Linked DNA regions of Lactuca sativa: region 1 is linked to region 2. A link is a contact called in public Hi-C data. All regions are on one chromosome and are shown on one strand. Each heading gives the region's core, a stretch centred on a gene start, on an enhancer-like site or on the middle of the called end of the contact. The rest is flanking DNA. Distances are from core to core; before and after follow the strand shown.

The links. Hi-C and Micro-C count contacts between places; a contact is called where the count stands out from the background.
Region 1: a Hi-C map of leaf shows a contact between it and region 2, with 6 times the contacts expected there. The contact joins the promoter of LOC111892058 here to the promoter of LOC111892041 in region 2. A contact is called at or near these places in 3 of 4 Hi-C or Micro-C datasets (leaf and seed).

What each region holds. Positions count from the first base shown.
Region 1 is chr7:33,657,280-33,664,249 of Lsat_Salinas_v11, reverse strand. LOC111892058 (low-temperature-induced cysteine proteinase) reads right to left here and starts at 4,423. Exons shown (of 5, transcript XM_023888121.3): 1 at 3,884-4,423; 2 at 3,134-3,375; 3 at 2,876-3,016; 4 at 2,133-2,612; 5 at 1,573-2,049. The coding sequence starts at 4,391. The coding sequence ends at 1,906.
Region 2 is chr7:33,497,777-33,504,584 of Lsat_Salinas_v11, reverse strand. LOC111892041 (probable serine/threonine-protein kinase SIS8) reads left to right here and starts at 3,888. Exons shown (of 17, transcript XM_023888104.3): 1 at 3,888-4,118; 2 at 4,570-4,867; 3 at 4,959-5,162; 4 at 5,346-5,534; 5 at 5,670-5,926; 6 at 6,211-6,285; 7 at 6,422-6,517; 8 at 6,595-6,684; 9 at 6,780-6,808. The coding sequence starts at 4,658.

The DNA.
Region 1 (6,970 bases), core at 3,174-5,673, 160 kb before region 2:
TTATAGTTATATTAGAAATAAATAAATAATAAATTATTATTCGATTTTTTTGGACTATTCGGTTCATATTTTATAAACCAAAATCAATCCAAACTCCAAAATAGCAATTCGGTTTTGTTGAAAACCAACTAAAAAATTCGAATATCCAAATCAAATAGTCCAATCCAATTTGTTTAATTAAAAAATTTGGTTTTATCCAAATAGTGAATTGTCCTAGACTTCTAGTGGTGGTGGTTGAATTAAATGAAAAATATGATCCAATTAAGCTTAAGCTTAAATGGTAGACACTAATTTGGAAAACGTTTGATGCAACTCATGGACCTCATGAACAATAGCTATTAAGAATGTATATTATAGTTTAATATTTAATAGTTAAAAAGCTTTTGAGAGAAAATACATATTAATACTTTGTACTAGATGAAACTTTTCGAACTTATTTGAAAAAATAAATTATAAAATTAACAAACAGTTATAGTTATATTAGAAATAAATAAATAATAAATTATTATTCAGTTTTTTGGATTATTCGGTTCATATTTTATAAACCAAAATCAATCCAAACTCCAAAATAGTAATTCGGTTTTATTGAAAAGCAATTAAAAAATTCGAATGTCCAAACCAAATAGTACAATCCAGTTTGTCTAATTAAACAATTTGGTTTTATCCAAATAGTGAATTGTTCTGGACTCCTAGTGGGTGGTGGTTGAATTAAATGACAATTATGATCCGATTAAGCTTAAACGGTAGACACTAATTTGGAAAACGTTTGATGCAACTCATGGACCTCATGAATAATAGCAAACATTTGTCCAGGTGCAAAATTTTAAGGAGCCTACTATGTGTTTTATTTTAACCCAATTTGTAGGCCATTTGGCGGCCCAAATCCATCCTAAACGTGTAGAAGTACAAATATATCCGTTTCGGTTTTTTTAAAAACTGATTTTCTCTAGATCCATTTTGTTTATAAAGTTTTTTTTATGTGAAATCGCGTTAAAAAACTAGGTTTTCGGCTAAAAATCGGTTCAGTTTTGTTATAGTAGGAAAAAGAGAAAAACCAGTTTCAGATATATATATATATATATATATATATATATATATATATATATATATATATATATATATATATATATATATATATATATATATATATATATATATATATATATATATATATATATATATATATATATATATATATATATATATATATATATATATATATATATATTAAAACATATTCCTAACCGGCGGTTCCGTTTTAACTCAAGCAGTTCTAAAAAAATGGTATGTTTTTTTTTTTTTTTCCAGTTAATATAAGAAAGATTCTTTTGTGCACCTATGTCATTTTATGAACCATTTTTTATGATTAAAAGCTGCCAAACAGCACCACATTGGAGACCCACGATGAGAATAAAGAAATATAGCAGTTCATATTTAAAATCATTTCAAAATTTGATTTTAGCCCAAATTTCTGCAGCCCAGTTGGTGCTAAAAATGTTTAATTCCACCGACTAATCAACAAGACTATGAACAATGATGCATTATATGTCAATTTCATTCATGGTATCAATATTGAATGCCACATATAATTTAACATTACTATATAGAATAATGTGCAAATCATATCAACTTACATATTTGGTACATGTAAATCGCAAGTGAGATTAATTAGTACCACTGTTCGCAACTTAATTATTTCAAGAAACACATCTAAACAATAGCGTAATTCAACGACACACACGCATGCAATCGTCAAAATACCACAATTACGATGTGTTTTCAAGAAATACATTTATGTAATTAACTAGGTTTAGGTTCAAATTAAGGTTTCTAATGAAGAAATATTACATATAACCCTTAAAAGTACATAAGGGATTTAATAAAAACATCCCTTTTTTCCTGTTCTTAAGCTGCAACTGCAAACGGGTTCCTCTTCCACACGAGTGATTGATACTCTTCCACGAGTGTCTCCTCAATCTTCTCCCATGGCATCTTGTGTTTGGCCAATTGTTTCTTCTTTGCCTTCACTCCAACAGTATCTCCCGATTTCTAAAATAAAAAGAACAATAATTAGTATCTTATAACTTAGCGCCTATAAGGTAATTGATCAACTTGTGGTTAATTCGTTGTACCTTAAAACAATATCCATCTTTAACGTCACAAACCGGATAATCACTAGGGCAACAAGCGGAATAACCCTTGCAACACACACCATTGGTGTAACCACAACACCCATACATCAAACAATAGTTATAGATCTCGAAGATGCAACAACATGTCTGGTCTGCCGGACAATATGAGAAGTCACCACACTTGCTAGGTGATGGTGATGGTGGAGGTGGTGGTGGAGATGGTGGTGCCGGTGGTGATGGTGGACTAGGTGGTGGTAGGACACCGGAGGTAGGGTAAAGTGGCTCAAGGTACATCCCACAAACACCATTTTTATTATTGGTGTTCCTTTTCATTAAAATGTAACCTTCCATTCCCCAATAGGTACCCCACTGGTTCTTCACGATCCAATAGTCTTCACCATCTTGCGTACCATATCCAACCACCAGCACTGCATGGTCTATGCTGTTTGGACTGCTTGAGCATTCGCCATCGTAGATACCCTAATAATTAAATAAAGCTAGCTTTATTTGTTGTTACGTTTTAAATCCATTAAGAAATTAAATAAAAGAGCATTTACATGACTTTATATCTATATCATGCCGTTTTTTCTCCATGACACGTTTTTTTGCATTTAAATTTTCAGGATTAATTAAAAGTTGTCATGGATAATTGAATACATACAAACTAAAGCGTTTTTTTGGCGTTTTTGTAAAAATAAACGACAGAAAAAAAATATATAAAAAGGTAGCTATTTTGTACTTACCCCGGTATATAGTTGGAAGTCATAGGCTGAGCCATCAATACCAATAGTAACAGGCTGTTTGGCGACAGCACAAAGGAGTGCGTCTTCATTTTTTGATTCTACTTCCACATAGCTTTCGATTGTTACAACTGATTTTTTCGACTGATCATTTTCGTATTAAATTTGTAATAATTGTACGTTAGTTGATATGACTTAAATAATAAATTTAATATTGAAGTTTTTTAATTAACAAAATGGATAATGTAAGATTGTAAGTACCTTTGTTTTATCGCATTTACCATCCCTACCATTTGAACTAGTATAAGGATAATCGGCTTCAGAATCAATTCCACCATTTTTAATAATCCATCTGTATGCAGTGTCCATGTTTCCACCATTACAACCATAATCGTTTGTGTCACAGTCAACGAGCTCTTGCTCTGACAGGCTAATCAGGTCGCCGGTTGCAAGTGCATGTACACCTTCAATGGACCCGGTTACAGAGAATGCCCAACAACTTCCTATACACGTTATAAATATCCAGATTTAATGCAATAAAATATTTATAATAATTTTGTTGTGTAACTTTTTTTATTGACATGAACAAACATAATCGAACTATTTAATGGTAGTAACACAGACCGATGCTAAAAATCAATAACTATTTTTTTTTAATAAATGTGATTTTATTAAGTATGTGGTTTACAAATTCAAAACGAGCATCTATTTTATTTTTAAAGGCGAATGTTTACATATTTAATGAGTAAAAGTCAAACTACTAACACAAATACGCAACCACCGACTATTTTAAAGTTTGATATAATAATTAATTATTTAAAATATGATATTTTCAATGATAAATCTATAATTTTTCATCGGGACTTTCCCAATATATTATACCTACCCGTGATGAACGTGATATTTTTGTGAGTTCTTTTATTTTACGAATAATAATATATATTATCAAGAAGTTAAACACTGAAATATAAAAATAAATATAAATGAATGAAAAAGGAATTAAATGTTTACCGCACTGTCCTTGGTCCTTGATTGGTGTAACGATTCCCTTGTCTCTCCAATCCAAAGAAGCGGGTGCATCACAAGACTTCGAACTTAAAGTCGTGTTTCTTTTAGCACCCCTCATCTTTAGTTTATTGCTTCTAGGACCCCTGACTTTTGAAAAGTACATCTCTTTGAACTCTTCGTTACTTAGATCAGCAAACTTGTTCAATCCCACCATATGTTCAGTCTCTGATTTCCGTTTCGAGTTCTTCTCCAATATATACTTCAAACTCTTGCGGAAATTCCCAAGCCTTCGTGCTTCTTCTTCTTCATGCGCATATGTTTTTCCATGCATCTCCTTCCATTTTCTGAACAATTCAGTGATTTTTTCGCTTGATAAAACATTGGTTTCTTGATCACCAAGTATGGAGAACTCGGAAGGAAGAGTCGATGATACTGATACAGATAGTGATACTGACAACGATACAGAGATAAACAAAAGAAGAAGAGCGACAGAGGAATTTCGGGTACCCATTGTAGTGACTAAATGAATCTTGAATAGTTTCTTGAAAATGGTTTTCATTTTATAGAGGTTTGAATCTTTTGGCTTGTCCTACCTAACCAATGACTTGGGTGGCCAGTAATTTGGCAAAATTATCTTGAATGTGAAAACACGAGAATGACCTCAATGTCTTTGGAATCAAGTGGTATCCAACGTGGGTATTTTTGTAATTTCATAACGACTAAGAAACATTTTCCTTGTTGGCTTTATATTGGAACACATACTTTCAAATAAACACACTAACACTCCTAATCTCATTTAAATTACGTGCAACATTTTTCTTCTATTTTATATATATATATATATATATATATATATATATATATATATATATATATATATATATATATATATATATATATATATATATATATATATATATATATATATATATTCATTTGAAAACAAGCTAATTTTGTAAGATATGAAGACACGATCCTAGCCACTTATCTTGGAGATCAAAAAAATAATAAAAAAAACATTTATAAAATGCAACATAATAAAAAAAATCCAAAAAAAAAATTTGAATATTATTTTCGTTATTTAATTTATCTAAAATAAATAAATAAATAAATAAAATCATCGTTTTTTTTCGAAATATGAGTCCCGATGAAAATTTCTAATATTCTACTAAAAGAACTCAAACTTTTAGAATAAATATTCTAAAATTCTAATATTCTACTAAAATTGATGGATATTTTAAAATATTCTAATATTCTACTTGAATTTTTAGATTTGTTAGATTATTCTAATACTTTATTAATTTTTTTTAATATTTATAGTTTAATATTCTACTAGAATATTCTAACATTTTAAAAATTCGATTTGAATATTTACAGTATAATATTCTATTATAATTTTTCATATATTTTTTGAAAAAAAAGGTAATTTTTTTATTTTTATTTATTTATTTATTTTGCATAAAAATGACGAAAATAATATTTAAAATAAAATCAAAAATTTTCATTTATTTTGTATTTTAAAAATATATTTTTTTTAATATCCAAAATGAATGGGTAGGATTGCGTCTTCATGTCTTATAAAATATGATTGTCTCACATGAATATATATATATATATATATATATATATATATATATATATATATAAAAGCAACCTTTAAAATACTCTACAAATATATATTTAATAGAAATCAGGTTTAGAAGTTTTAGTCTAATATAGGCTTCAAATACTCAAAACATTAAGTAAGGTAAGGATGCAACATTTTTATACTAAATCTTATAAAGTGTCTTATCTACTCATTAATTGGTGTTTGTATTTAAAATACAAGTTATAGTGATTAAGGCTTAACCCCAAGAGAATAAAAAATATATATATAATTTCTACCAATTAGAAAGTAAATAATATCTAGTAAGGTTTAGATTATCCATTATTATCTCTAAGGCTTTAGATGGTTCTACTGTTTTGTATCTCAACTTTATATTTATAAATTTTGACAAAGGTTTCGCACTTTTGTTTTAACATGTAAAATTTAATTACAAAGACTATAGTTCTTGATAAAGTTGATTGAGTATTTTATGCTAAATCTAGATGTTTATTAGAAAAGAAGTCATACGTCATAGTGTATAGCTCCTTAATAATTATTTTCTCTACAGATCAGTGAAAATATCATTAAGAATCTTTTATGTATAAATAAGATTTAAATGTGGCAAAAAAAACTATATTATTTTCTTTCAAAAATCCATTTCTTGAAGTTGGAATATGTAAATATTATTTACATAATAAAGATATCAATATTATAGATAAGTTTGATTGAAATCAAGTTTTAGTCAAAAGTGTTTACATATAGAACTTACGTATTTAGAAAGCATTCATATTTAATTCTATTAAGAGATCTAATTCTCTAAAATAGAATTTAGTCAAGCTTATCGTTATGAAAAAACGAATAATTAAATGATCACTTATCTAGTCAATTAACTAAGACATATATATTTAGACAGGCTAAACTAAAACATATATTGTTCTAAAACAAATATTGTTTTATAATACAGGTATTTTATGTTCTAAGCATAAATAATTAAATAAACTTCGAGAGTGAAGTTCCAACTTGTTTGTGCTTTGTTGCTTACTCTTGTTAAATATTTGCAAGCCATTTATAAATATTAGATTAACATTAAGTATCAAGTATCCGAGTGTTATATGAAAAGTATAAGTTTTATCTAGTAGATACATGAAGTACTAGTCTCTCCATACTTACTTCTCATATAAGAGAGACAATTCCTCTTCCAGTGTCCTGTTTCTCAACAGAAGAAACATGATCCACGATGCGGGTCTTCTTGGATTTCTTGGGGTTGTAGGTGTGTTTCCTACTCTACCTTGCAACTAGTTGCTACACAATCTCTTATTAAAGAAGAGAATCCATGACTTTGACTTCCAAGAAGTCAAGATTGTGTGTTTTCTACTCGACCTTCCAACTAGTAGTTACAAATATACAAAATGACTACACAAAGTGTCCATTTAATTTGTACATTATATATATATATATATATATATATATATATATATATATCCTTCTTAATAAATGAAGTTTTT
Region 2 (6,808 bases), core at 2,639-5,138:
TAACGCGTAATTGGAAAAAGCCCTGATATTTTTTTTATTATTGTTGTGGCCACAACTTTCTCGCAGAATTATCACTCTAGCCCACTTAACAAGTTTCATGGTTAAGTTGGTTAACTTTGTTACAAAATTAGTTCTAAAAAGTTCAAATTTAGTCCCTAAGGTTTGAAAAAAATTACACCACATGGTTTTTTAACTTTATTTTTCGTTTTTTGTATACTATATTCATTTTCGTTTTTTTTTTTTTTTTTTTTTTTTTTTTTTTTTTTTTTTTATAAATATATGTACATTTTTTATTTTCTTTTTATATATATACTTTATTTATTTTTATTTTTTAACTTTATTTTTCAACAATTTTTTTTTTTAACTTTTTTACCGTTTGTTTTCTATTTTTTAGTGTATATATAGAGTATATTAGAGTTTTTTTTTGGTTTTTTTTTCATATTTCTTTTCGTATTATATTTTATTTTTTTTCACCTTTTTTATTTTTTTTCTATTTTGCTCTATTTTGTAACATCTGGACCTGAAATGCAAAATATTTATTAGAGGAGGGGCTGTTGGGTAATAAGTGGATTTAAATTGAAAAGGAACTTTGGGGGAGGGACTGAAAGTGAATAATGGGATTAAGTTGAATATGGACGGGGGCATAACCTGTCACCCTTGTCTTGGCATTCATTTAAAAACTCAGCCTCAAACCTAACCCAAACCCTACAACCTTTGCAGCCGCCACCCATAACACCTCACCTCTAGTCGACGCCACCTCCATTGTTGAAGTCGGAAACCACCATCGAAAGACCGCCGCTACAACTCTGTCGACGGGATTGAAGGCCAACATCGTGGTTGTTGTTGTTGTTGTTGTTGTTGTTCTCAGTCGTTGTTCATTCCTTCCTCTTAATTATCATCTGTCACGTTGCTGGTATCACCATATGGTTGCGTCGTCGCCGCCATAGACGTCTGTTGGCATCACCGCTACTTCGTTCTACCATTCCTTTCATCGTCCCTCCGCCATCCTCCTCCTCCAAGATCGAAGTGCAACTGTGTAGTGGGTGTTTCCGCTCATGTGTGTGCGTGTTTCAGTATGTGTTGGTGTGTGTTGTTGGTCGGAAAATGTTTTGGTTGGTTGCCATGATGGTCCTCTTGTTTTCTGACCAACAACACACACCTACACATACTGAAACACGCACACACATGAGCGGAAACACCCACCACACAGTTGCACTTCGATCTTGGAGGAGGAGGATGGCGGAGGGACGATGAAAGGAATGGTAGAACGAAGTAGCGGTGATGCCAACAGACGGCGATAGCGGCGACGACGCAACCAGCAACGTGACGGATGATAATTAGGAGGAAGGAATGAACAACGACTGAGAACAACAACAACAACAACAACAACGATGTTGGCCTTCAATCCCGTCGACAGAGTTGTAGCGGCGATCTTTCGGTGGTGGTTTCCGACTTCAACAGTGGAGGTGGCGGCGACTAGAGGTGAGGTGTTATAAGGGTGGCGGCTGCAAAGTTTTTTTTTTTTTTTTTTTTTCCTAGCCCTGCGGTATCAGGTGGTACCCTCTCTCTTTGAGGTCGAGGGTTCAAGTCCCGTCGTGGACATAGATGAAATTAGGTGCTAGTTTAGGAATTGATTAATATATTTGTATTTGCCGGTTCAAAAAAAAATTCGATTTTATCCAAATAATGAATAATTACCAAAAAGAATCTTTTTTTTTTTTAATTTTTTTTTATTTTTTTATTTTTTTATTTTATTAGTATCGTTCCATTTCTTTTACGTGGTATGTATAGAAACACTAAACTTAAAGCACGTTGAGTCAGTCAACGTCAAAACCCAATGTTTTCTTTTTTTAATATTATCATTTTACAATGTTTATTTTTTCATAAAATATGGTTGGTTTAATATATTTAGCAGTTCAAAATAATAACAATAATAATATAACCCAACATAATTAAACCAGAAATATTAAAAACATCAATAATATATTATTTAACTATCAAAAGTTTAACCTAGAGATGCAAGCAAATCTTTTTAGATGATATATGTTCAAATCTCTATACTAATAAAAAAGTAGTCCTTTTGTCAAGTGTCATAATATTAGAACTCCTAATTAATATGATGACACTTGTCATTCTATTAATTCTCTATTTTAAATTTATTAAACCTCCTAATTAATGTGATGTTATTTGTCAATCTATTTATTCTTTGTTTTAAATTTTAAATTTTATATTATTGTTTTCATTAGTTCACAAATAAAAAGAGTCTAATATATATGATAAATTAATTCCACATATTTATTTGAATCAATAATTATAATTTTACATAACTAATAAAAAAATCTCTTAATTAATAATGTATTTAAAATTTTATATACAATATTTGATTAATAATTTTGAATTTTTTACTATGAATATTTAATTAATTTTGTAACTGTGGCTTCCACGGATTATAAACTAGTATAGAAATAAAATAGGGTATTACAGTAAATTGGTATAAATATGTTTTTTAATAGCTGGAAATCGGTTTAAATAAGTCATAAGTTGTTTAATGGCGTGTTTGGTAACGGTGTTTGAGAACTTATAGTTTTTAGTATTTAATAAAAAACTCTATTTAAATAAAAACATTCGTTTAGGAGCACTACGAAGATTTAGCTTTTAGTTTAAATAAAAAACTTAAAATCTAAAAGCTACTCCATATAGCTTTTAAAAAAAACTAATTCATGTAACTTTACAAAAAAGCTATTGAGCTTTTTTAATAAATTTTCCGAATTATGCTTAAAAATATATTTATATGTTTAAATTTTTAAACAATTATTTTTATATAATTTTGCAAATTTTAAAAGCTTTTAGCTACTTATCCTATACACTCATATAACAAATAAAGCTACAACTTTCAGCTTCCAGCTACCAACTATCAGCTATTAATTTCAAACTAGTTTTGCCAAACACATTCTAAGTAAATTAGAACCTAATCACTTATCAAAAACTTCATATTTAAGCCAATAAAGACTTTAGTGTCATTATATCCAAACACTTAAAAATACTTATTAGTAGTGCCAATCTGCACTAAACCAATAAGCAATTAAATAATCAATCCCAAACAGACCTTAAGTATGTAGATGCCATTGTAAAGGTTGTTCATTCTAATGTATAATTTCATTTTATAACGTTTAAAGGTTATGCGTAGCGGTGGAACTAGGAATTTTGATATGTGATACAAACATAATCAATATATTATATGTAGTTATCAAATATCGGACATTAAAAAACATGTTATAATCACTTTAGTTGGGGGTACAATAACATGAAACATGTTTATATATATATATATATATATATATATATATATATATATATATATATATATATATATATATATATATAACAATTTTTTAGGGTTACTGTAGTACCCCACGCCCCATCTAGCTCCGCCGCTGGTTAGGCAACTATAAATATAAAACTTCTTTAGCTTATTAATACATGAATCATATTATATCTACATGCCGTTCAAAAAATATACTATAAAACATATCATATAGAGGTTGAATTTACAAATTCTTGATCTCAAGTTGGCGACTAGGCCATGCTTAGCAGCGTATGTACCAAATTAGCACACATCAGTGTTTGAATGGTCAATGTTGAACTGTTTTTTCCTTTACAAGTTTAAAATATGTGAAATAATATAATCCAAAAAATGAACTTTTTCCTTGATTTTGATGAAGAAATGCCAAATACCATGAAAGTCGTGGTGAATTTTGAGACGATTGATAGGCCCAAACTGAGGCCTGATCTGATTCGCTTGTCGTGGACTCGTGGGTAACAATAAATTTGAGAGTATTTTAATATTATATTTACGATCGCAGTGTCTCATACTGTTTAATTTACACTCAATAATACAAGAGATAGTCTCCAAGTGACATAATCTTTATTATTATAATTTTGTCGACCGGGTCGTTAACGGCTGATTTACAAGATTAACAGAAAATTTACACTTCTCTCTCTCTCTAATAGAGTTGAAATCAAGCATATATCACGAACTACAAGGGAAAAGAACAGTGAGGAGTGATCAGATTTGAAGAAATATTGTTTGACGATTCAAAATGCCTAGAGATTTACTGGTACATTCGATCTTTTATCCTGTTTCTATTGCATATTCGCTTTGGGTTTCTCCGCCATTACTTTTCTTTTATCATCTAACAATCTTATGGGCGTTTTTGCTCGTTGATTTGCATCGCCATTGACGGGTATATATATGTAGAATACTTTCTTATGGATATTGGTAATGTTTGGTAATGGGTTTTTGGTTTTATTTCTGTGGGAAATGTAAAGGTGCGTAGTGCATACCAGGTGTTTGTAAAAATGCAATACCTATAAAGAATTGAAAAACTGAAGGCTTACATGATTTCTTTCTGTTCCTCTAGTTTTGTTCTTACATGTTATAATGGTTCAATGAAAATGGTTTTGGATTGAGATCAGTTTTTAGCTCTTTATCATGTTGTTCATTAACAGGCCAAATGATGTCTCCATCCATGAAAGACTAACTTTAGCACCCGTTGAAGAATTTTGTAGAAAGGAGTTGAACAAGTAGGACACCTGATTAATGTTTATGGGCTAAGAAGTGGGGCAAAATGATCTTATGTTTTGAATTGCCAAGGAGATGGAGGAAACACAAACAGACACTGTTCAAAACGAATCAAGGAATAAATCTGTTTCTTCTTCTTCTTCAGATGGGGCTCTTAAATTTAAAAGAATGCATAGTGATCGCCACCTGGCGGATTCAGGAGGAGCACAAAGAGTGTCACAAGCCCTTTGGTCAACTGGAAATCTTTATGAGCCAATTCCTAGTGGATTCTATTCTATTTTACCTGTAAGGTGTCCAAATTCTCATTAAAACATACACATAATACAGCTTCACTTCACATCTAACATTCTAAACATGTTTCCATATTCTTTTTTAGGAAAAAAGACTCAAAGAGAAATATGACATGATCCCTTCTCTTGAAGAGCTTCATGTGTTAGAATCAGAGGGGTTTAGGCTCAATGTTATTGTTGTTGATATGCATAAAGATAAGAAGGTGTCAATGTTACAGCAGCTGGCTTTGACTTTGGCAAAAGGGTTGACTTCTAATCCAGCTGCAGTAATTAAAAAGATAGGCGGATTGGTAAGTGATGCTACCTACCTCTTTCCAATATTTATCTAAGTAGTGTTTGTTATGATGATGGAATCATGAAAGAAATGGAGTGATTCATTCCATTCCTTTTCCTTTTCCTTTCTATTCCATTCAACCAAACATACCATAAGTTTTATTAGTTGATTGTAACATGATAATATGTCCTTTTTGTAGGTTTGTGACTTCTACAAACTCCCAAATGTGGAGTTAAATTATGCAAAAACTGCTTGGGAGGAAGTCTACAATGTACATAATCAAGGTATTCAGATGCTAGGTCAAATAAAGCATGGTTTTTGTCATCCACGTGCCATTCTTTTCAAAGTTCTTGCAGATACTGTTGGCCTTGACTGTAGGGTTATGGTGGTATGTTCTCCTTTTTTCATTTTTCTATCATCAAATAGTTATATCATGCCACTTAATCTAGTGTTAAATGCAAGAAATAGCCTTGTAGTTTCATTGTATATCATTATTTCTCTCTCTGTTTTTTTCTGATTGCAGGGTTTACCAAAGGAAGCAGAATCAGAGAGAACAGATTCACACAGGCACGTGTCTGTTATTGTGGAGCTGAATTCTACTGAATTACTGGTTGATATAGTGAGGTATCCAGGACATTTGGTACCCTTTTCAACAAAGGCAGTATACATGTCTCATGTGTATGTCATTGGTCAAGGTGATTCTGGAGAAAATGACTCATGTGATTCTCCTATTGAACCCAACAGTCCTGTACATGGTGCTGCAGAAAACACGGATGAAGGGTAATAAAGTAATTTTACAGTATCATACCATTTCTTACACAAAACAGAACAAGTTGTACTATGTTTGGTGTGCATTGGACTTGGATTGAGACTGATGTCAATAGTATAAAATTTGCCCTTGATATCTCATTTGTGCAAAAGACGTAAATGCCCTCTTCATCTTCACGATCAGAAATAGCCCTAGAAAGCTTGTCTAGTCCCATCTAGTTTAAATTTCCCTTATTTGTGTTTTGTGATATAAAATTACTTTTTGTAGTTAAACTTTTTTTTAAAATTTTTTACAGTGACCCTAATGCAGCAAATGCAACATGGGGGCGCAACAAAAATGCACTTGCTGAACAAAGCACACCCAGTTCAAGGTTCTCTCTTTCCCCTCTTTTATTCAAGGGTATTTCCGTCATTATGCTTAAACTATAAAACATTTAAATCAACAAATCATGTTTACTTTCAGGTTGTTATTTTATCATTTGTTTTTGTTTTATGTTTTACTTTCAGTCCAGAGCATTATTTATTTAGAGGGCATGGAAGATCTATGCTTGGTGGTCATAAAGATTCTCCCAAAGGATATGGACATGGCATGACAGTATCAAGGTTCTTTTTTTTGTTCTTTTTTTTAAATCTAATGCAAAATGTCAATTAAATTTTGTGTTTTTAATATTCTATTCCAGGTCAGCAGGGGCATCACCTACAGGAAGCCGAAGAAGACGAAGGAGAAGTAGTGCTACTATGATTCCAGAAATTGGTGATGACATTGTAAGGTTGATATTTCAGTAACCCTGAATCTAATCATCTATGAATAATTATTGGTTTTTAAATATCAACTTTTTGATAAATGGTGTAATTATGAAAATAGGGTTGTGAGAGCAATGAATGATACTTTGA